Linked DNA regions of Mus musculus: all the other regions are linked to region 1. Evidence: chromatin contacts called from public Hi-C and HiChIP or PLAC-seq data. All regions are on one chromosome and are shown on one strand. The core of a region is the stretch at or near the end of the contact, and the rest is flanking DNA. Distances in the headings are between cores, read along the strand shown. Region 1 has its middle 89 kb from the start of Gm29835. Region 2 has its middle 150 kb from the start of Gm29835. Region 3 has its middle 44 kb from the start of 4930549C15Rik. Region 4 has its middle 61 kb from the start of Gm29835.

Region 1 (3,331 bases), core at 289-2,788:
GTCCTGGGTAATAGCACTCAAAGAGCTGTATGTTCCTCACCCCATCTTTGTTCAGAGTCCCCCATACCTAGGGCTGAGCATCCATCCCTGCTGCTGTAGGATGCTAACTCCTTTCTGCCTTCAAGCTCCGTTCTCCAATACGAACTTATCCATTCTGTTTGGATTTCATTGATAAAATGAGGAACATTCCCAAGAGAAATGCAGGTGTGGCTCCTCTCCAGTGTTCAGACGTTGTAAAGACCTCAAGAACATTTCAAGAGAGGGGAGGCCTGCTTTGCAGGCCCGCTATGATGGACATGTGGTCTTTGGCTCCTCTGGGATAGGTAACAGCTCTCTGCATCTCTCTTCTCTTGAACTCCAACATTTCAGGATGAGATTTAAGTAAAGCCTGGAAGTGGCAGGTAGCAACTCCAGAGAAGGGTGGAGACAGGCTAACCAGAACCCTCTGGAGACTGCTGAGGGTAGACAGGACCTCCGTGAGTTCCACTTAGGTCATGTTGTGGACCGTGATGACTTTGTGAACAGGGACTAGTATATAGTTATGCATTTTTTTATAAGAAGAAGCCTGATAACACACGCGCGCGCGCACACACACACACACACACAGAGAGAGAGAGAGAGAGAGAGAGAGAGACAGAGAGAGACAGAGAGACAGAGACAGAGACAGAGAGGGAGAAACAAAACCCTCAAATGCAAAGAGGCCTGCTTTAGTGTGTGTGTGTGTGTGTGTGTGTGTGTGTGTGTAGGAACAGAAGCAAGACTAAGCCACCAAGCAGGCTGCAAAGTGCAGACAAGCCAATCAAAAGTGTGACAATAAGAGAACCTGCCTTTGATGGGGACACATCTCGGGTTCCTCTACTGCCCAAGAGAGATATCCTGCTTGGCCCAAAGCCTGCTCAGGTACTCTTAGGATTCAGAAACTTGGAGTAGAGTGTGTAAGCATAGCTGCATGGGTCTTCATCAGCCTGCTGTGCTGGACCTGGGAATTCTAGCAGGTTTGACAGCTTTACCCTTTCCTAGTGGATTACATAAAGAAGTTTTTGCCACAGTCAATACGGAGTTTTAAAATGTTAAGGACTGTAAATGGAAGCAAAACCAATCGATGCTCTGTGCTGGTCCTGTGATAAGCAAGGGATCTGGACCCCAAGCTTGTTTTGAAGACTGCCCAGAGAGCAAGGGAAGCCAAGGAGAGAAGGAAGTGGTACCCAGAGACAGGAAGGGAGGCTGCACTATAGGTTCACGCCCCGAGTGATGCTTTGGGTCCCAGCTTTACAGTGCAATGTAAAGGGTATGAAGCCAGAGCAGGTGTTCTACAGAGGAACCACCCTGTCGGTAGGAGGGGAGCAGCCAAGAGGGATCCAGGAAATGCCATCTGTCCTTCAGAAGCCCTGTCACCACTGGGGCTGGGGCGATCTGAGTAGCTTCCAGCCCCGGCTGGCTCTTGCCATCCTGAGCCTCTGGCGGCTCTGCCCTCTCCGGAACTGTCTTACTCTTCTGACTCTGAAGGCCTTATTGATTGCTCAAAGTGAACTCTCAGCCCACGGCTTCCTCCACCCCTGGGCAGCTTGCATTTCCTCTGACGTGGTCTGTGTCTTCTCCCTTCCCCCAGCACCCTGAGCTTTTTACATTTCAAATATTTGACAGCTGGGTGAACTTCTGCTTCCGCCCAAAGAAGGACTCTTTGCAGTTCACAATGGCCGGCCAGTGGCGCAGGGGCAACTGTCGCTCCAGCTGTGAGAGAGGCTTTTGCAAATGCTCCGGAGAAGCTGCTGTCCAGCTGCGCGCCTCGCCCTCTGGCAGCGGGCTGCATTTTAATCAACCGGCTCTCACTCTCTGGGAGAAGGACTCATTTGTGGGGCTGGAGCAGATGGCCCCCGCCCCCAGCGCCCCAAGATCCTCAGGCCTTCCGCTCCGGCAGGTGAGGCCTGGTGATGTCAACGCAGGTGTGGATTGGAGGTCCCAGCTCCAATCCAGACCCCCAGAGCCTATGTTAGCGCTGCCTGTATTAGGCATACAGATCCCTAGAGTGCACTGTAAGGAACACACAGCCCTGGGTCCACAATACTGGAAGCTGGAATCCTGTAGATAATGAGAAGAAGATGCCAGATTTGATGAGAGGTGTACTGGGCAGGTGCCGACATTCTGCCCACCATCAGACGATTTGAACTAACTCAGCTTCTTGAACACCTCAGTGTATCCCCAGAGAGATCTGTGAACCTCCATCCCTATGTGTGGAAAACTCTGTGAATATCATGAGTGTCCCTGCCTGTATATATCTTATCCATCTTGTCAGAGCTGGTCTGGGCTGTCCAGCCTTGCAGCCCAGTTGTCTTCTCTGAATAGCTATGACATTTCTCTATGGTGCTTTGCCTGCCTTAAAGAAGTGTTCAGTAAATGCCAGGTGCCTTAATTTCATTAACTCCCCTCAATACCAGATGGGTCTAATCCCTGTTTTCATCCAAGGAGGCAGACACGAGGATTTCCCACTGTGGATGGTGCTGATAAAGCCAGGTTTGATGCCAGGTAGTCTGCCCCTCGCCCCTTCACACCCTCTGTTGTGCAAACTTGTTTGAGATGTGCCCCAGCCCTGCTTGTCTGATGAGAATTGTTGTGGGGACTAGACCTTGGCATTCTTCATCTCAGAGGCACCTAAATAGTATACCTGTGCAGCCGTGCAATATAAAAGGGAGCTACTGCCAGTTCTGCCAGCACCATTTGTTGAAAATGCTGTCTATTTTCCACTGGATGGTTTTAGCTCCCTTGTCAAAGATCAAGTGACCATAGGTGTGTGGGTTCATTTCTGGGTCTTCAATTCTATTCCATTGGTCTAAGATCAAAAATTCAGGTGACAGTAGATGCTGGCGAGGATGTGGAGAAAGAGGAACACTCCTCCTTTGTTGGTGGGATTGCAAGCTTGTACAACGACTCTGGAAATCAGTCTGGCACTTCCTCAGAAAATTGGACATAGTACTACCGGAGGATCCAGCAATACCTCTCCTGGGCATATATCCAGAAGATGTTCCAACTGGTAAGAAAGACACATGCTCCACTATGTTCATAGCAGCCTTATTTATAATAGCCAGAAGCTGGAAAGAACCCAGATGCCCCTCAACAGAGGAATGGATACAGAAAATGTGGTACATTTACACAATGGAGTACTACTCAGCTATTAAAAAGAATGAATTTATGAAATTTCTAGGCAAATGGATGGACCTGGAAGGCATCATCCTGAGTGAGGTAACCCAATCACAAAAGAACTCACATGATACATACTCACTGATAAGTGGATATTAGCCCAGAAACTTAGAATACCCAAGATATAAGATACAAT
Region 2 (3,331 bases), core at 251-2,750, 240 kb after region 1:
TTCCTGGTCACTAGATAAAGGTTCTGATAAGATTCAGTTATTCAACAGAATGAGACTAGACCACTTTAACAATGGATACAGCATAATAGGATGCTAGGACTAAATGCCTGAGGTCAAATTGAAGAAGGGTTAGCAGCTGAAGTGAAAGAACACCTGTAGACAATCACATCTGTAACTCCCTATAATGCAAACTACTTAAATTCAGGCAGATATCTGTGTGTTGAGTATGCAACTGCATGTTGTGACTATCCAGTATATAAGTGTGAGGGAACAGAAGAGTAGGTGTTCATTATGTAAGTAAGCTAGCCTCCTGCTAGGATTCTCAACTTGATTGCTAACTTGGGAGGATTTAGAAACCAGCTTTTGGGTGTGTCTTTAAGAGAGCTTCTAGATTAGGTTAACTGAAGCGCAAAGATTATAGAGAGTACTATTCCATGGGTGGGGTTCCAAATTCAGTAAAAAGAAAAGAGGGAACAGATTCCCCACATTCCTCTTTCTCTGCTTCGTGACTGCAGATCCATTGTGGTCAGCAACCTCTATGCCTTCCTTCCATAATGAACCACCGAAAGAATCCTTCCCTTCCTCAAGTAGCTCTTGTCAAGGTACATTATCCCAGCTGTGAGGAGTAATAATCCTAACTCACGAGACTTTTGTCTGAGAAACCCATAAATTCTTCCTATGTCAACATAAAACCATGCCCACACCATACTCCAACCAAAAAGTCGACTGCAGGCCAAGTCCTGAAGGCAGTCAGAGACTTCTGACTTTGCACTACCAAGTTACCTGAGAATGCACTACCCCCTTTTCTGTGACAGGGGGTTACATATTAGTGGTAATATGTAATCACAATAATAATAAAAATATAATGACTTTTTCAGGTAAATGAAATGACCTGCTAGCTGTTTCCCCTGTGTAGTATTGTGTCAAACATATACCACTGGGTGCTTTGGAGAAGGCTATTTTATGAATGGGCATAAAACTCAGGTCTGTGATGCAAAATTACTCCAACTGACTTGGTAAGTGGCTACCATTTTATGTGTGGAAATATTTGTGTGTTTGTGTGTTGGTAACTGAGCTCTCAGCTCTAGAAAGGCTAGCGCTGCTGAACAATTCACAACAACTCATCACAACTTAGGAAGAAACTTGAGAGTCAGTCACAACACCCACATTCCAGGCGAGGGAGGACCCACTAATCCAGAACAGACAAGAAACCCCAATTAAACACCAAATCATGCCAGCACTCTCTCTTTTTCTTAAAGAAAGAGACTTTTCAGCCTTTCCATGATTTGCTTATTCTCAGAAACAAAGGGGAAGGAATTGCAGAGCTTGGAGCAGCACACAAAGGGCCCCAATCTCCCACCTTCTATTCAATAAAGTGAAGTGGAGAAAGGAAACTACTATTCAACCAATAAGCAGGTATTGTTTTCTTAAGTGAGTGTGCAGAGAACCCCGGAGATGGCGCCTTGTGGTTTCCTCAGCTGGAACCCTGCCTCTTCGCCACCTCATCTGAGACTTGTCCAAATGCATCTGCTGGCCCGACCCTCTCCACCTGCCCCCACGATCTCCACAGCTGTCACTCTCCAAATTCACAGAGATGAACTCAGTGTCTGAAAGTTGGAAGAATGCTGACTGCCACAGGGATGACAGGGAGATGACAGGCTTCTGGGGTTGCTGTTTTCTATGTTGCTGTTCCAGGGCACGGCAGCTCACTTGGTGGACATAACAGGCAATCTGGCCTCCATGCAGACATCCAGATGGTTGTTAGGAGAGGAGAGGGGCTGGCCATCAGGAAACCCAATCCAGCTCTTTCATTATGGGAGACTTTCTCCCCATTGCCCGCAGACTACACGGCCTCATGAAAGACAGCAATGTTTCAAACTCCTAACATCCATATTACTGCTCATTTTTAAAATATGTGTTATGAAAGAGAATGAAATACAGCTTGGGCGAGCAGCCTGGCTGAAGCAAAGGATGGAGGAATCTTGAAACACAGAGATATTAATGAAGACCCTGGCCCTGCCCCAGCACATGTGTGAATTCTGATTATTCAGTTCTGTCCCTGCATTGGAGTCACCTCTAACCAGAAAAGGTCTCAGGTCCCTTCCAACAACGACAGGAAAGGATAAATATCAATCATGTTCCTTCAGTGCCATTCACGGGACTTTGAATGCATAGCTACTAAATGTCAGAAGCTAGGAAAGGGTTCATGTCCCCAGGGAGCTTAAAATGAAGCTTTATTATTATTGATGTCACTGTTGTTGTCTGACTCTTAATGCTTTAAGCTTAGATTTCTACAGGAATAAATAAGGGAAATTGAAACACATTCTCTAAAATACTAATTAATTGGAGGACTCGATCAGCCTCTATAAAAAGTCCTAAAAAGCACAAAGAAGCAAAACAAGCTCAAAGTTCTAAACCTAACCCAGCTAGGCAGACAAGGGTGCCATCTGAAATATGCCATTTGGGATCAGCCTGGGAAGTTTTGAAAACTGAGAGATGAAATCTTTGAGAACCCTTTCCTTTAGGAATAAAACTTGGATTTTATCCAAGGCAATAGCATAGGGAACGGAGAAGGAGAATTCCAAAGCACAAACACCAATGAGCTTTTGAGAGTCAAACATGGAGAAGAGCAAAAATGAAAATCCAAAGATGCAGGGAGTGAGACAAAGAAAAAAAAAAAAACTAATCTCCTACTGATGCGAAGACACCCGTGTTTCATCCAGCAGCCTTGGCCTTATGGGGCCTGGGAATCTGAAGAAAAAAAAAATGATGTTACCTTAACATACCCAGAGAGGAAGCAGATGCCTTTACTCTACCTGCCAGAAGTATGCAGGAGGACTTCCCACTTCCCAAGGCCCTGGAGAAAAGCAGTGTGGTGCAGAGAGGAACATCTGAATGGAAGGCAAGCTGTAGCTTCAGAGGAAGGGGTGGCCTGGGAAGTGGGCTCTCATTTGATCATTTGACTCAGCGATCTAAAGAAGATGGTCCAGAGAAATATGGGCAAGTCAATTTCTCCGTTGTATTTTCCAGGCATGTGTTTAAGAGAGTTGCCCTGGGCACGTGCACTCTGCCTGTGCGAAAACCCCTTTGTCTGGATGACTCTGCTCCCAGAGTTTGCATGGTCAGTCTCTAACTCTCAATGCTTGAGGCTCTGAGTGGTCATAAAGATAGGACCTTTAAGAAGACAAAGGATAGGGTATGGTTCTATTGGGAAAGAGATTCCTTTGCAAGCATGAAAATCAGAGCTCAGTTCTCAGCACTTATTGGTAAAATTGAAACAGCCAGGATGGTAATATCCATTTGTAACACCTACAATCAGGAAATAGGAGGA
Region 3 (3,331 bases), core at 351-2,850, 230 kb before region 1:
GTCACAGAGCTTTGTCTGAAGAGGGAAGCAGAAGTCAGTTCTTGGAATAAGGAATGACAGGTGCATGGCAGCTTTGGTATGGCATGGACATGGACACTCAGCCCTTGGAGGTCTAGAAAGATGTCCAGGGGATGCCATGCATGAGCTAGGTCTTGCAGATGGATAGGCGTTAACCGAGGAAATGAGTGTTGAAGAAGAGGCCCAGTCTGACAAACACAGGCAAGTGGCTTGATCTTATGTGTATGCTGGCAATAAAGTTACTCCAGTGTGACCTTAGGGTGGCACAGAAACTTGGCTTTCTTTGTCAAGATTCTGAGGGGATGTGGAGCTTCCTGGGTGCTGTAAGAAAGGACCACACCATGTAGGTAGAACAGCCTATAGTCATTGTCTCACAGATTGGTAGCCAGGAAGGCCCAGATGAAAGTGTCTTCAGGGTTGGAACCTTCTGAGGACTGTGTTGAAGAATCACTCATGTATCTTTGTTTCCTCTTGGTAGTAGTATCTAACAGCCCTTGACCTTCTCCAGCTGGTATGTGTGTATGTGTGTACATATATGTACACGTACACATAAACACAGACACACACACACACACACACACACACACATATATATATATATATATATATATATATATATATATATATATATATATATATATATGTAATCCTATTCTGTCTCCAACAGCATGTGGTATTCTCCCCCATGTGCCTGTGATTGACAGTTATGGCCACACGGAGAAACTCACCTTGATCATCAGAAAGACCATTCTGCTGACAAGGTCACACATTCATGAGTTCCTGGTGTTCAGTTTTTGGGAAGTTATAATTCTGCCTTTCCCTGGCAGCATGGTGCAGAGAACACTGCCCCAGCAAATGTATCAGGAGCTCACTGAATCAACTAGGCTGATGGAGACATGAGCTTCTGGCATCCACCTATCTCTTTCCCATAACACCAGGCTATCTACACATGCTGCTATATTTGGCCTTTAAGTGGGTGCTGGAGATCTGAACTCGGTTTATCATGCTTGTACAGTGGGCACGTTATGGACTGAACCATATACCACAAGTCCTCATGCACAGATTCTTAACTGCAGATTCTTTACAGTCAGTGAGGAACTCCCAGTTAGGCAGGTAGACTCCCTTCCGTGAGACTCTGAGGATTTGGCTTGCAGAGTCCACCCAGCGTACATATCCTCAATCATAATTCATTTGGGATCCACAAAAGGACAAAAGCCCAATTGTGCTCAGACATTTGAGGAGAACCTTTCAGGAATGAGAAAATGAGGCTGCCCAGAGTGGAATGTGCTCCTCTGCAGAGCTCCTAAGGCATTGTGAGTGCACAATGGATGGTAAATAATCACGGAATGTTTTTATTAACGACAAAGGGGTAATCAGCACCATAATGAAGCTTGCAGATGAGACTAAACTGGGATTTATAACAAATACCAATTAGGAGACAGAGACAATGGAAAGAGACCCCCCACCCCAGAGGGAAAGTTACAACAAAGCAAGTTTCCGTTTTTGCAAAATAACCACAAATGCACCTGCGGAGGATGCACACTGTGGGGAAAGCCCAGAGTGTTTAAAGGGAGACAGTCCCCAGACACAGCATTTTTATGACAGGCACGAATGAACAGTACAATTGATGATGCCAAACATGAGATGGCAGGCACTGTGTTCTTCAATGAAGATGCAGTACACTGAAGCCCCTCATCTGGCTACACTTCAGGACCTACCCAAGATGCTAACTACCCAGGACCTCTTCCGTTTCATATGGACGCACCTCAGGCCTCCAAGCCCATCTTGCTGACTCCTCACCTCTGTTCTGATGATCTTCTCCATGCTCTCTCTGATGCGTCGTCAGCCCAAAGTCCTTGAAGTCCTCTATGCACTTGAGTGGCTGAATCATGTTCCAAATAGGCCCACTTACCTGCTTGCTGTTCAGTATAACCTGCAGTCCACCGGGGAAAGAATCATGAAGTGACCCTTGAGTGGGGGAAGGCCACATTTCAGGCCACACTAATAGGTTGTCTGACGTCTGTACTATTGTCCCCCAAATACACAATTGCTTTCTACCTTCTGTCCATTGAAATTCCACTCGGGGCCTGACCAAGCCTTGCAGAGCCCTCCCAGTCCCCTTTGTTCATATCATCCTCATGCATGCAAGAAATCTGTCCAAATTTACAAAACATTGTAAAAACTTACAAAAATAGGGTTCATGTTTTAGGTTTGGTTATGACAAAGAGGGGTGCTGGACTGGGCAGGTTAATGGTGCTGGGTGTTTACATCTAAGACTTTTTATATCTGAGTAGACCAAGAAGCACAACCAGCTATAACTCGTTCTCGGTGTCCCACCTTCTCCAGCCAAGTTTCGCCTCCTAATGATTCCAGGAAGCACCAGCACCTGGGACCACCTGCTCAAGCACACAAGCCCAAGGGCGTTCGTGTCACATTTAAACTAGAGAGGATAATGAGTGCTAAGGCATCAGGGTAAAGGGCGAGGACACCAGCTTTGCATCTGTGAGGAGGAAGGCACTCCCATCTGTCCTATGGAAACTGAAGAGAAGACCTTACACTTCCCGATACTGTGGAGAACTCAAATTCTGCCTGCTACCCATCCATTGAGTACCTGGCTACCAGCACTTCCACAGTCACATGGGATGGATGGATGGATGGATGGATGGATGGATGGATGGATGGATGGAATTTGAAGATGACAACATCTTCTCATAGAATTCTGCCAAGGGGTCCGTGGGTGGAGTCAATCTCTTCAGAGATCATATGCAACACAGAGAGTGCTCCCTGGAGGAGCAACTTGGAAGGAGGTAAATGATGGAGGAGATGAGAGGCTGGAGCAGGTTTGCCATGAGTTTGAGGCCAGCCTGGGCTGTGTGGCGAGTCCTCAGAGAACAGAAAGAAATCACAAGATGGAAGTCAGGAGGGAAGGAAGGAAGGAAGGAAGGGAGGGAGGGAGGGAGGGAGGGAGGGAGGGAGGGAGGGAGGGAGGGAGGAAGGAAGGAAGGAAGGAAGGAAGGAAGGAAGGAAGGAAGGAAGGAAGGAAGGAAGGAAGGAAGGAAATGGGACTGACTGTGTAACCGGAAGTGTTTAAAGCCTATTTCCTGCTTTAAATTTTTAATATTTTTATTTTTATTTTTATGTGCATTGATATTTTGCCTGCATATATATCTGTGTTAGGGTGTGGCATTCCCTGGAGTGGGAGTTACACAGGTGTGAGCTGCCATGCTGGGAATAGAACCCTGATCCTCTGGAAAAGTAGCCATTGCTCACAACTGCTGACCCATCTCTCCAGCCCCTATTCCTGCTTTTGAAT
Region 4 (3,331 bases), core at 357-2,856, 150 kb after region 1:
CCTCCACAAAATAAAGTTATTCCAAAAAGGAATGTTCATTAACTCTGTACCATGAGTTACTTTTGTGATCAAACTCCAGAAAGAGGAAAAGGTCAAAGGTCAGTTTTTAAATTATGTCTACCACTCTTTGGTCTAGAGGATGCTTAGAAGGATCACAACATAAAAAGTTCACCTATTCTATATAGAAATGACAACTGGTCCAGCCCCTTTTCCTGTGGCAATATAAAATGCAACCCTTCTCCAAAATGAGTAAGAGGAAGTATATTCTGAGAGAAATATGAGTGGCTACAACCCAGGATATTCCAAATAAAATATTCTACCACAGAGGCAGTTACATGCAAATTTTATATTCACAGATCAAAAGAAAGTCATAAATCAAGGTGATTACCAAATACATTGGTGTAAAATACCAGGTAGGTATGGCACACCAAAACAGGGAAGTCTCTGATATGGACCTCAAATGTTTTCTGATAATGTTCTTAGCTGTGGTCTTAGTAGAGGCCATTAGTCTGCTAAGTTAATATATTTCAAAGGTTTACTTGATAATCAAAAGGATGTTAGGCCGTATACAAGGGCTGCCCATAAATAGCTATTAAGGGAACTAAGGATAAGCCAAGGCTGGCTCTCAGTCAGCAGCATCCTGTGTTCTAGAGAAAGGAAGCCCTAACAATCAACCAGTCATCTCCAGGATCTTGCTCTTGGGTGTGGCTGAATCAGGGAACTTCACTGCACACCCCAAGTTAACAAATGATGGTGACACTGGCTTCCTCCAAAGTCAACCCCATTTTGTCACCTAATCATCAGCATTAACCGCTGCAGGAAGCTGCTCTTTGTATGAGTTGTAAGACTTCTGAATTGGGATCTTCCTTACTTGCTTATTGCTGTGGTAAGATCTCACGACCAAGGCAAAGGTAAGAAGAGAATGTGTCAGAGATTGAAGGAGCTCACTTCCCCAGGAGTCCTTCCTGCTTTCACTGTTGAGAGTGAACCAAGAGCAACAGGTGTCAGGAGCCCAAAGCTGTGGCCACTTAAAGCCCTTTGTCTCCATCTTGACTTCTGCCCTGAGTGGGCACAGAAGAGTAGAGGGAGAGAGAATAACGAAGAGCTTCCTGGGAAGAGGATGTGCCCTCCACAGTGACTCTGCTCTCATCTCCACTGCACAGAAACCAGCAGGATTGCCTTTCAGCTGAGACCCCCACATCCTGTGAAGGGTTCAGCAAACCTCAGATCCAGTTTCACTTTACATAGCTTGAACTACAGACAGAAAGTTCTAGAAACGGTTTGTAGTTTTAAAACAACTTTTATTGTAGTATATCATGATAAACATTCTAATTCGTTAGTGGCTATCATTGATCTTTCTCTTCGAGAGCCTAATTAGTTCATCATTTGTAAAAAACAAAACCAAACAAAACCAAACAAAACCAAACAAAAACAAAAACAAAACATTTAGTCAGTACAGAGCTCCATCTTGATTTGTTTTTAGAAGTGGTCACTAGCTATTTCTTTTACTTTGGTGTTTGTTTGAATGAGGAAGGGTTTCAGAGACAGTTAGGGGGTTCTGCTCCATGTAGCTCAGTCATGAAACCCCAGGCAGTGAGGAAATGTAGCCCCTGCTGATACCAGGAGTGCAGCCCCACAGTTACACACATGCATTTCCTTATGCTTATTCACACTCAGTTGTTCCTCTCTTCTTCATTCGTACCAGGAACTTCCTGAGAGGAAGAAAGCCCCATCTGACTCTAGAGGTGAGGGCAGCACTGATACACTTGCCCTTAATGAATGAGTCAAGGAGAAAGCTGGGCCTGGACACACAGCCTTGTGATTCCAACTACTGGAAGGAATACCCAATTACTGAGGGTAAAAGTTCAAAGCCTGCATGAGATTGTAGAGATCAAGGACTTTAGTGAGAGATGTCTCAAAATAAAAGCGGGTAAACTATTGGCTACTGACAGTCTTCAGATGTATGCTCACTGTTGAGCCCACCGGCTCCAATGAATAACTTCAAACCTGTGGTCACAGGCAGCCAAAACCCAGAAGACATGAATGTGGGAAAGGAATTTTTCAGAGCGACATAGGGGAGAGTTGGGGGTAAGGCTCATCAGAATGCATTATATCCATGCATCAAATTGTCAAAGGACCATTTTAATTAAAAGAGTAACTATTTCTGATGTCTGATCCTGAAAGACTTGAAAGGAATTGTGTGATTTGTCATGACTCTTAGCAGCACATGCTGAGCTGAGCTGAGCTGTTAGCTGGGTGGTCACGGCAGATTTGGCATACATCCCTGTGCTCCTGGCTGCAAAGGTGACCCAGAAACCTTTCTGTTCTGCAGCTCCAGTCCTGCAAGTGACAGTCCTGTAGCACTGTTGACAAAGTCCCATCACCCAGGTTTTACACTTAACAAGGATTTCAACCCTCCCACCCCCAGCTAAGACAGGAAAGGAATCGTGTAGTCTACTTTTGAAGAAGTTATCTCCAAAGCAAAAGCTACACAGACTCTTCCACACAGTAAATCCAAAAATGACTCCCCACCATATGAAATGGACATTCAGTGGTGACCCTTTGAGAGGACAGAGTCCAAATTGTCTTTGAAAATAAGTAAAACAGTCATCAAACCAGCCATTATGCTGAAAGCTGAAAATCTGGACAGCTCATCTTATGGCAAGCACTGTCCCATTTCAGTTCCAACCCAGAGATTCTGAGCACTGCCTGGGTGAGTAAACAGCTCATTCATTTCCCCGCCACACCCCTAATATCATCAGCGTTCCATTATCATCTGAATGATGGCTGGTGGTAAGGTCGTAGCTATGGCATGAAAGATTCGTTCACGATACGTATGTTTTTGTATTAGGGAGATATTTAACAAGAGAGAAAGGAAACTCATCTCAGACTCCCTGGCACTCCGGTAGAAGCCCACTGCTGTGTAATACATTATGTATTCTGGAACTACTGTTGCTGCTTCAGCAGTGTGCTGGCCACCGCACACCCTCTTATGGAAGCCAGATGCAACATAGGGATCAAATGGGCCTGCTCTGGAAGGGAGACAGCACTAACTGGGAAGTAGAAATGGCAGCAGTGCTGTGAAGGCCATTTCTCCTCCATGGTTATGGAAGATGAGCCTACACACTATGCCCTTCCAATTTCAGTGGGTCATGCGAGCCTGGGGTGGTGCAGTTTCTATAGAGCACAAGAAAGGAGACAAGGAATGAGACTAAGCTCCATAGGGTAATTGAGTTCACTGCCTCTGACTTGGGAAGCCTTTATTTATTTATTTATTTTCAACTATTAAAGCAATTCCTGGTATAGAGTCTTTTTTTTTAATTAGGTATTT

Evidence for each region. HiChIP or PLAC-seq counts read pairs in DNA pulled down with a chosen protein or histone mark. A called contact is a pair of places that touch in the nucleus more often than the background predicts.
Region 2: a CTCF HiChIP or PLAC-seq map of CD8 T cells shows a contact between it and region 1, with 6 read pairs. The contact joins two enhancer-like sites. A contact is called at or near these places in 2 of 15 datasets of contacts at CTCF or cohesin (CD8 T cells and large pre-B cells), 1 of 484 Hi-C or Micro-C datasets (cerebellum) and 2 of 115 datasets of contacts at active chromatin or transcription factors (CD8 T cells and stem cell-derived neural progenitor cells).
Region 3: a Hi-C map of regulatory T cells shows a contact between it and region 1, with 2.7 times the contacts expected there. The contact joins two enhancer-like sites. A contact is called at or near these places in 1 of 39 promoter capture datasets (hippocampal neurons), 1 of 15 datasets of contacts at CTCF or cohesin (large pre-B cells), 36 of 484 Hi-C or Micro-C datasets (B cells, the HPC-7 cell line, the N1E-115 cell line and 21 more) and 5 of 115 datasets of contacts at active chromatin or transcription factors (bone marrow-derived dendritic cells, differentiating embryonic stem cells, embryonic forebrain and 2 more).
Region 4: a contact with region 1 is called in a BATF HiChIP or PLAC-seq map of CD8 T cells, with 9 read pairs. The contact joins two enhancer-like sites. A contact is called at or near these places in 1 of 15 datasets of contacts at CTCF or cohesin (CD8 T cells), 3 of 484 Hi-C or Micro-C datasets (Th1 cells, nephron progenitors and pre-B cells), 3 of 115 datasets of contacts at active chromatin or transcription factors (CD8 T cells, effector CD8 T cells and memory CD8 T cells) and 1 of 9 other capture datasets (embryonic stem cells).

Annotation. Positions count from the first base shown.
Region 1 is chr12:26,066,743-26,070,073 of GRCm38.p6, reverse strand. No RefSeq gene overlaps it. Among named protein-coding and RNA genes, the nearest start is that of Gm29835, 89 kb to the right of the region's middle. Within about 2 kb of position 1,538, at least 104 of the 459 cell types and tissues checked have an H3K27ac peak or open chromatin away from gene starts, as enhancers often do. A contact at or near this core is called in CD8 T cells, Th1 cells, cerebellum and 3 more, where this site is marked.
Region 2 is chr12:25,828,585-25,831,915 of GRCm38.p6, reverse strand. No RefSeq gene overlaps it. Among named protein-coding and RNA genes, the nearest start is that of Gm29835, 150 kb to the left of the region's middle. Within about 2 kb of position 1,500, at least 5 of the 459 cell types and tissues checked have an H3K27ac peak or open chromatin away from gene starts, as enhancers often do. A contact at or near this core is called in CD8 T cells and cerebellum, where this site is marked.
Region 3 is chr12:26,301,265-26,304,595 of GRCm38.p6, reverse strand. No RefSeq gene overlaps it. Among named protein-coding and RNA genes, the nearest start is that of 4930549C15Rik, 44 kb to the left of the region's middle. Within about 2 kb of position 1,600, at least 14 of the 459 cell types and tissues checked have an H3K27ac peak or open chromatin away from gene starts, as enhancers often do. A contact at or near this core is called in regulatory T cells, where this site is marked.
Region 4 is chr12:25,916,511-25,919,841 of GRCm38.p6, reverse strand. No RefSeq gene overlaps it. Among named protein-coding and RNA genes, the nearest start is that of Gm29835, 61 kb to the left of the region's middle. Within about 2 kb of position 1,606, at least 26 of the 459 cell types and tissues checked have an H3K27ac peak or open chromatin away from gene starts, as enhancers often do. A contact at or near this core is called in CD8 T cells, Th1 cells, effector CD8 T cells and 1 more, where this site is marked.